Regions from separate parts of the Gossypium hirsutum genome. Here region 2 is linked to region 1. A link is a contact called in public Hi-C data. All regions are on one chromosome and are shown on one strand. The core of a region is the stretch at or near the end of the contact, and the rest is flanking DNA. Distances in the headings are between cores, read along the strand shown.

Region 1 (3,381 bases), core at 371-2,870:
TTTTTTTTTGAATTGAGCCACATTAATAAAAGTATTTTAAAATTTAAAAATCAATTTAAAATCTGAACTATAGTTTAAAGATGTTTCATGAAATTAATTTAAAAATAAAAGAAAATGTGTTGTTTGGATGAGTTGAGTTGCGTGCCAGATATGTAGTTATTTGACATTTATCCGCTAATGCAATAAAATGTCTCCAAGTTGGGAAAATAAAGAAACAAAACAGATTTTTATACAAATAAAAATAGAGAAAAAAATAGATACAGTTCGAACGGTGTAGACATTATTTATTTTATAAATACTTTATTTTAATTTTATGAAAATTTTAGAATTTAAAAATTTAAGATTTATAAGACTAAGGAAACTTCAAAATTTTATTTTTAATAAAAAAGAGGCGAAGAGAGATTGTCGAAAATTTAAATTCAATAGTTTCAACTTAATATTTATTTGATTTTTATATAAAAAAGTGGAAGGATGCAAAATTTATAACAGTATTAAGTCCCTTAGTATATCAATAACTCAATCAAATAAATTATTTGGTATTAAATTCATGAAAACAAATTCTATAATTAAAATTTGAGCAAAAATGTTTTAATAAAAAAAGTCAAAGGGGCTACTATGATATTTCTTTTCAAAAAAAGAAAAAGTGGCTGCTATAATAATATATATATATACTAAACGTACTATCGTAAAAGAATGGTTCATTTATAAAAAAAACTTCCGTTAATTGGTTGAATGTTCGAATTTGGATAAAACGCATTAACGTATGAGAAAGAAATCGAAGGTCATCATGGCCAGGTCTTTTACAAATTAACAAATCAATTTTCATATTAAACGTTTTAGAATAAAAAAAATCAATATTTATATAAAATTATTAAAAGCTCAAATATTAATATAAATAACAATTTCAAAAACAGAAAGCTACTAGGACAGTAGCAATAATTTGTATGGTTTTTTAGTTGATTGGGATAGTATATCAAACTTTATAACCAAAAAGTTAATAACAATATAAATAAACTTTTAGTTTTTCCATCAAAATAGAAAAAAAAACGTTTAAAGTCTTTTTCTCATCATCTTTTATCTTTTATTTATGGGGTAAAGTAACATTGGACTTTTAAATTTGATAAATTTTCAATTTAGTCTCGGAATATTTTATTTATCGATATAGAATTTGATATATATATTTTAATTTTGATCTATATGATGACATGATACTCTAATATTATGATACGTCATCACTTAAAATATTATTTTGTTTTTATAAAATGTTTAGATTATAGTGTAGCGCATTCTAAAAAAAAGGATAGAAGAAAAAGAAAAGCACACATGAACTTTACCTCCGCAACATGATAACTTTAAAATTTTATGAAATCACAAGTTAATATTATAATAAATATACATTTTGATATTTAAAAAATTATTTGAGAATAGTTATTTCTAAACTAACATAGAATGACGAGAAATTCAAAGACAAAATTAAAAAAGTTGTCAAATTTAAGTACTAAACTTTGGTTATACCTTTTCTTATTACTATTATTAATAATTGACTATCATCTTTATCCCTTTTCTTCTTACTATTATTAATAATTGACATCATCTTTATCCGGTAGTCTATTTGTCTCTGAATTTGTTTGCGTCTCAACTCTGTCTCTTGTGTAGCCGTCTCACATGTTTGTGTGCATCTCTCTCACTATTAAATTGAAACAAACTTCCCTTGTGAGTTGAGAAATTTGATCTAACTAATTAAGGAAAGAAAAATTATTTTTATTTATTACTATTATTAATAATTGGTCATCATATTTGTATAGGCCCCCCTCTCCTTATTAAATTGAAACAAACTTCTCTCGAAATTTTGATCAAAACACGAAGGAAGTGATTCAAAAAAAAAAAAACAAAAGTGGTGGTAGATATGAGGATCGAAGAGAATGGAGGAGAATCTGCATCCATCAATCACCTCATCTTTGCCTATTATGTCACCGGTCATGGCTTCGGCCACGCCACTCGTGTTGTAGAGGTTTTTCTTTTTGTCCTTAATTCTGTCTAATCCCTCGAAACCTTTAGATCCAATTATCATTTCTGCCTATTGATTGTTATAGGTTGTTCGAAATCTGATTGCAGCGGGGCATGATGTGCACGTTGTTACCGGTGCACCTGACTTCGTTTACTCTTCTGAAATTCAGTCCCCTCGCCTCTTCCGTCGCAAGGTTCTCTCCTTTTTCATTTAATTAAACATAATAGTGGTGAATGTGTTAGGGATTAAAGAACTTCAACAGTTGTCTTTATCTGTGCTGCAAAATTATGGTCGAATCTGTTTTACTATGTTTCTCTCTATGACATTATCAGCTAGTTTTAGACTGTGGAGCAGTTCAGGCAGATGCATTGACCGTGGATCGTCTTGCCTCCCTGCAGAAGGTATTTCAAGCCCTTTTGTAGTTATAAATTCTAATTATTTTATTTTATTTTTACAACATTGTCATGTTCCCAACATAACCATATTATAGCTTGAGTTCAGTTCCATATTGTCTGAAAAGTTTCTACCGTATCTACCTACTTAAATTTACGTGCTATTATTGCCTTCCCCTTCTCCCCCTTGTTTGTACTTTTTTAGTTGGATATTTTCTAATTTCTATATATATTAGTATTCTGAAACAGCTGTCCGACCTCGGGATTCTATTTTAGCAACAGAAGTAGAGTGGCTCCACTCCATCAAAGCTGACTTAGTGGTTTGTATTCTGGTTTTCCATCAAGTGTTTGAATCAAATTGGGACACTGAGTCTTTGATTTAACCTTTTAATAAAAATAAAAGGAAAAGAGGCATAGAATTGTATCATATTTAACATGTCTTCCAAATTAAAACGAAGTTTGCTGTGAATGAAAACAGGTTTCAGATGTTGTTCCAGTTGCATGCCGCGCCGCTGCTGAAGCTGGAATTCGCTCAGTCTGTGTTACCAACTTCAGGTAATTTATTATCATGACCGTTTCAAGGAAGAAGTGCACCTTTATAAGAATTTAATCTGTTCTCAAACCCTTCATACCATACTGTTTTTGGTACCTTTATGAACCCTGTGAAATTGTCAGAAGCCAAAAGTTTTACTTGTAATTATTTGATCTATATCCATCTATGATTGCAGCTGGGACTTCATTTATGCTGAGTATGTGATGGCTGCTGGATATCACCATCGTTCAATAGTTTGGCAGGTAATATTTATAATCAACTGATTCATGTATTCTATGGATGTACTTAGCTGCTTAGTAGGCATTTTTCTAATGAACTTTTAGGCTTTAGTTCTTCACAAATATATGCCTATTAAGTGATTAATACCTGGTGAAGGTTGTTAGTAGAGAAATCTATATTAGATGCTGATTGAGTCTTAACTCGATTGG
Region 2 (3,378 bases), core at 301-2,800, 600 kb before region 1:
ATGATTGATGGGTGTGAGAATGATTGTAGCAACAGAAAAATGTTTTTAAGGTTTTAATACAAGACGTATGCATCATTTTGCATTCGTAATATATTGCTGAAATGAAAATATTTGATTAATACAACGATTGTCATTAGTGAATCTTTATTGTTTTCCAGTTAAAATATGTCTCATGCTCTTCTTATTAGCATTCTTATTGAGAATAAATTAAATAGGGATAACTTTCGGAAATGGAAACGAAACTTGCTAATAGTTCGCACCTGTAAAAAACACAAATTCGTCATTGACGAGCAAATCTGAAATCTTGAAAGAGAAATCAAAGATTGATGAAAATTTTGAAAGTAAAGTTAAAGAGAATTTTTGCAAGTTCGGAGAAATAATGTGAACAATAACTCTCCTTAACCATTCCCTCTCTTTGTCAATTCAAAATGGGCATTTTGCTAATAAAGGCTTGGGGTATTTACAACATAAAAACCTCTAATATGTTAAATCATATTTTCTAATATTCACACATTGACCCCACTAATTTTGCCAATCTTACAATTTAGTCCATAATAATTATTTACTAAACTTTGTAAATAAACCCCTTAATAATTCTAATTAATCACCTAATTACAAACTAATGACACTCTAATCCTATATTGTACCTATTCTTGAAAACCTCTCATTTTTTCTTCTCGGAATGGCTTGGTTTAAAAAATCCACCCAAAATCGAATTTCTTAACACTAATGAAATCTAGGTCATTACATATAAAACAAAAGAAAAACATTAAAATACTAAAAGAAAATAAAATCCCTCACTACAACAAATCATTCACCCACAGTACAAAACATTGCGAACTAAAAGACCAATATTCGAGCACACAGACAACTTGCTAAAATAAAAACCTTTTAAAACAAATGAAGGCCAAATGAACTTTTACCTATTCCCCTTACCAATTTATGAAGTCCTTAAAGTGACTCTTCCAAGAATTGTCTTAATATTTGCCAATTCCCTCGACAAATCATAGCTTCACACTTGTTCACTACAGTAAATTAAAAGGATGACGTGGGTGAATGAAACAATATATGCTTGCTCGTTCAACTGTCCCCTTACTCCATAACCACAAGTGATTCCATGCTCAACTATCTTGCAACATAACGATAATCTTATGAAAATCCCCTTTGCCAACATTTTGCTAGAGAGGAAAGACAAAAGAAAGGCGAACAAAGATAAAAAAAAAACTTTCTAGTTTTTAAGGAATGTCACTTTACAACTTTCACCTTTAACTTAAGGAGTGCAATTGTTATACACTTCACCCTGCTCCATTTCACTCAAGTGGAGACCTCACTAATTATTTATCTCTTTAAAGCCTATTATCTTATTAAAAGAAAAGACATCATCATGTCTCACACACCACTTATAAGTCCGTTGACTCATTATTATGAGACTCTAAAGACCCACGAAATGACACATAGGTCAATCAACATCAATAGCACACCTAGAAGTAAAGTCACTAACAAAGACACATGTCGATGTATATAGCTTCCACTCTAAAAAAAAAGGGGGGGGGGTGTGGTTTAACTCTAGATACTCGGTTGTGTCAACCTTCTCCCTCCACCTTACCTTTATCCTCTCTCTTTTAACTCAAACTACAACATGGTGACTCGGCTACCTCCTTAAATGCTTCTAGTTACAATTTAATTTATCCCGCATCACCTTTCCTTTCATATTTTCGGCTGGCTATGTACTTAAGAATTGACCGGATTCCGATGTTAGATCCATGGGGGCTAGTGGTTCATGTTTTCATCTAGACCATAAATTATTCTTTTACAGTTTTACTGCAAGTATCTTGGAGCTCCTCCCCTCTACATCAATATTTCAAAAACAAAACATTTCTTTTATTATTATATTTTAATTAAAAATTTCAAATATTTATTTGAGTGAATTTGTGATTGATTACTTATATACCAAACAATCATGGATTTCAATGTCAGCTAATATTTTTCCATACATACCACTAAAATACACAGTAGAATTATTTGTTAAATTCACCAACATAATCCAGAATGTAAAAAAAAAAATCAAAATCGTAATACAGAAACAGAAATAAAAATTATCTAGAAGAAATAGAGGTTAGAGAAGAGTAATAGTAAAATAAATAGATGAAGATGGCTGATTACTTGGAGGTAGAGTTTAGGTATCGTGAAGTTAAAAAAGGAGACTCTGAAATCCGCGTTTTTTCTTTTTTCAACAAAAACCATAATTGTTTTGCTATCATCCAACACCGATTAAATTAGAAGAAGAAGAAGAAGAAGAAGAAGATCAGATCTGCAACTTTGATCTCAATCATAGATTTTATTGTATCATATTTATATCTCATTAATATAATAATAAGAAAACAAGGAGAGCAGAGCAGAGAAGAGAAGAGACTTTCCAGGTATTTCCTCCTTATTTCCAATCCCTACATGCTGAATCGGAAATGAAATGACCCTCCATATTCTCTCAACTTATTTCGATACGTGTTTGAAATAGTTTTATTTGTGTTTGAGAAGTCAACAGTGAGTCATGGCGGAGGACAAAGGCATTCCAGACGGTGAAACCAAAGAATCCAGTCCCCCGCTGCCGGTGGTAAAGAAGAAAGGCAAGGGACTTCTCTCCCGCATTTGGAATGCAATCTTTAGGATTCACGGGGACGATTTCGAGAAGAGGCTTGAACACATTTCCAAGGAAGAGGCCGCTGTCCTCTCGAGAATGAAAAGAAGATCCCAGACCTGGAGGAGAATGATTCGGAATCTCATTGCCTTTTCTGTCATTTTGGAGGTACCCCGTCCCTTACCATCCTCACTCTATCTCTCTGTCAATCTGCAACCCTCACAGTAGTAGCAGTATTACTAGTTTTGAAAATCAATTTTCTATGGGAACGTAATTTTACTATTCTATTTCATTTTCATGTGCATGCTGTTGCTCTTCGTCATTGGGAAAAGCTCATGCTAGATGTAATTGGTGATTCTCATACTCTGCGTCCAACCTTTTTGTATATATTGCCTTACAAACTTTAATCTTTTCCATCCATGGTTCATTTGTGCATCTTATATTTACGTCTGAATCCAACCATTATTCTATCAACACCTTCCGGAAATAAGTGCTGCCAAAATGGCCTTTTTTAAGGGCAAAAATAAAACGGCATATACTTTGAATAGCTTTCTACCTTGTCAAAGAACTTGCTTCCGGATGGGTCCTCATGAGAATTTTCTTATCAATTTACAGGTTGTTGCAGTTTCTTATGCCATCATGACAACAAGATCTGTGGACTTGAACTGGAAGATGAGGGCATTTCGAGTTTTGCCAATGTTCCTTTTGCCTGCTTTTTCGTCTGTTGCTTATTCTGCATTTGT

What was found. Hi-C and Micro-C count contacts between places; a contact is called where the count stands out from the background.
Region 2: a Hi-C map of leaf shows a contact between it and region 1, with 2.1 times the contacts expected there. The contact joins the promoter of LOC121230606 here to the promoter of LOC107961691 in region 1. A contact is called at or near these places in 3 of 34 Hi-C or Micro-C datasets (callus, hypocotyl and leaf).

The regions. Positions count from the first base shown.
Region 1 is chrA06:49,103,763-49,107,143 of Gossypium_hirsutum_v2.1, reverse strand. LOC107961691 (L-arabinokinase) reads left to right here and starts at 1,620. Exons shown (of 30, transcript XM_016897767.2): 1 at 1,620-1,713; 2 at 1,806-2,011; 3 at 2,094-2,201; 4 at 2,341-2,409; 5 at 2,637-2,720; 6 at 2,879-2,955; 7 at 3,129-3,195. The coding sequence starts at 1,907.
Region 2 is chrA06:49,705,970-49,709,347 of Gossypium_hirsutum_v2.1, reverse strand. It overlaps LOC121230606, which reads left to right and starts at 1,550. Exons shown (of 6, transcript XM_041115588.1): 1 at 1,550-2,420; 2 at 2,536-2,803; 3 at 3,251-3,378. The coding sequence starts at 2,549.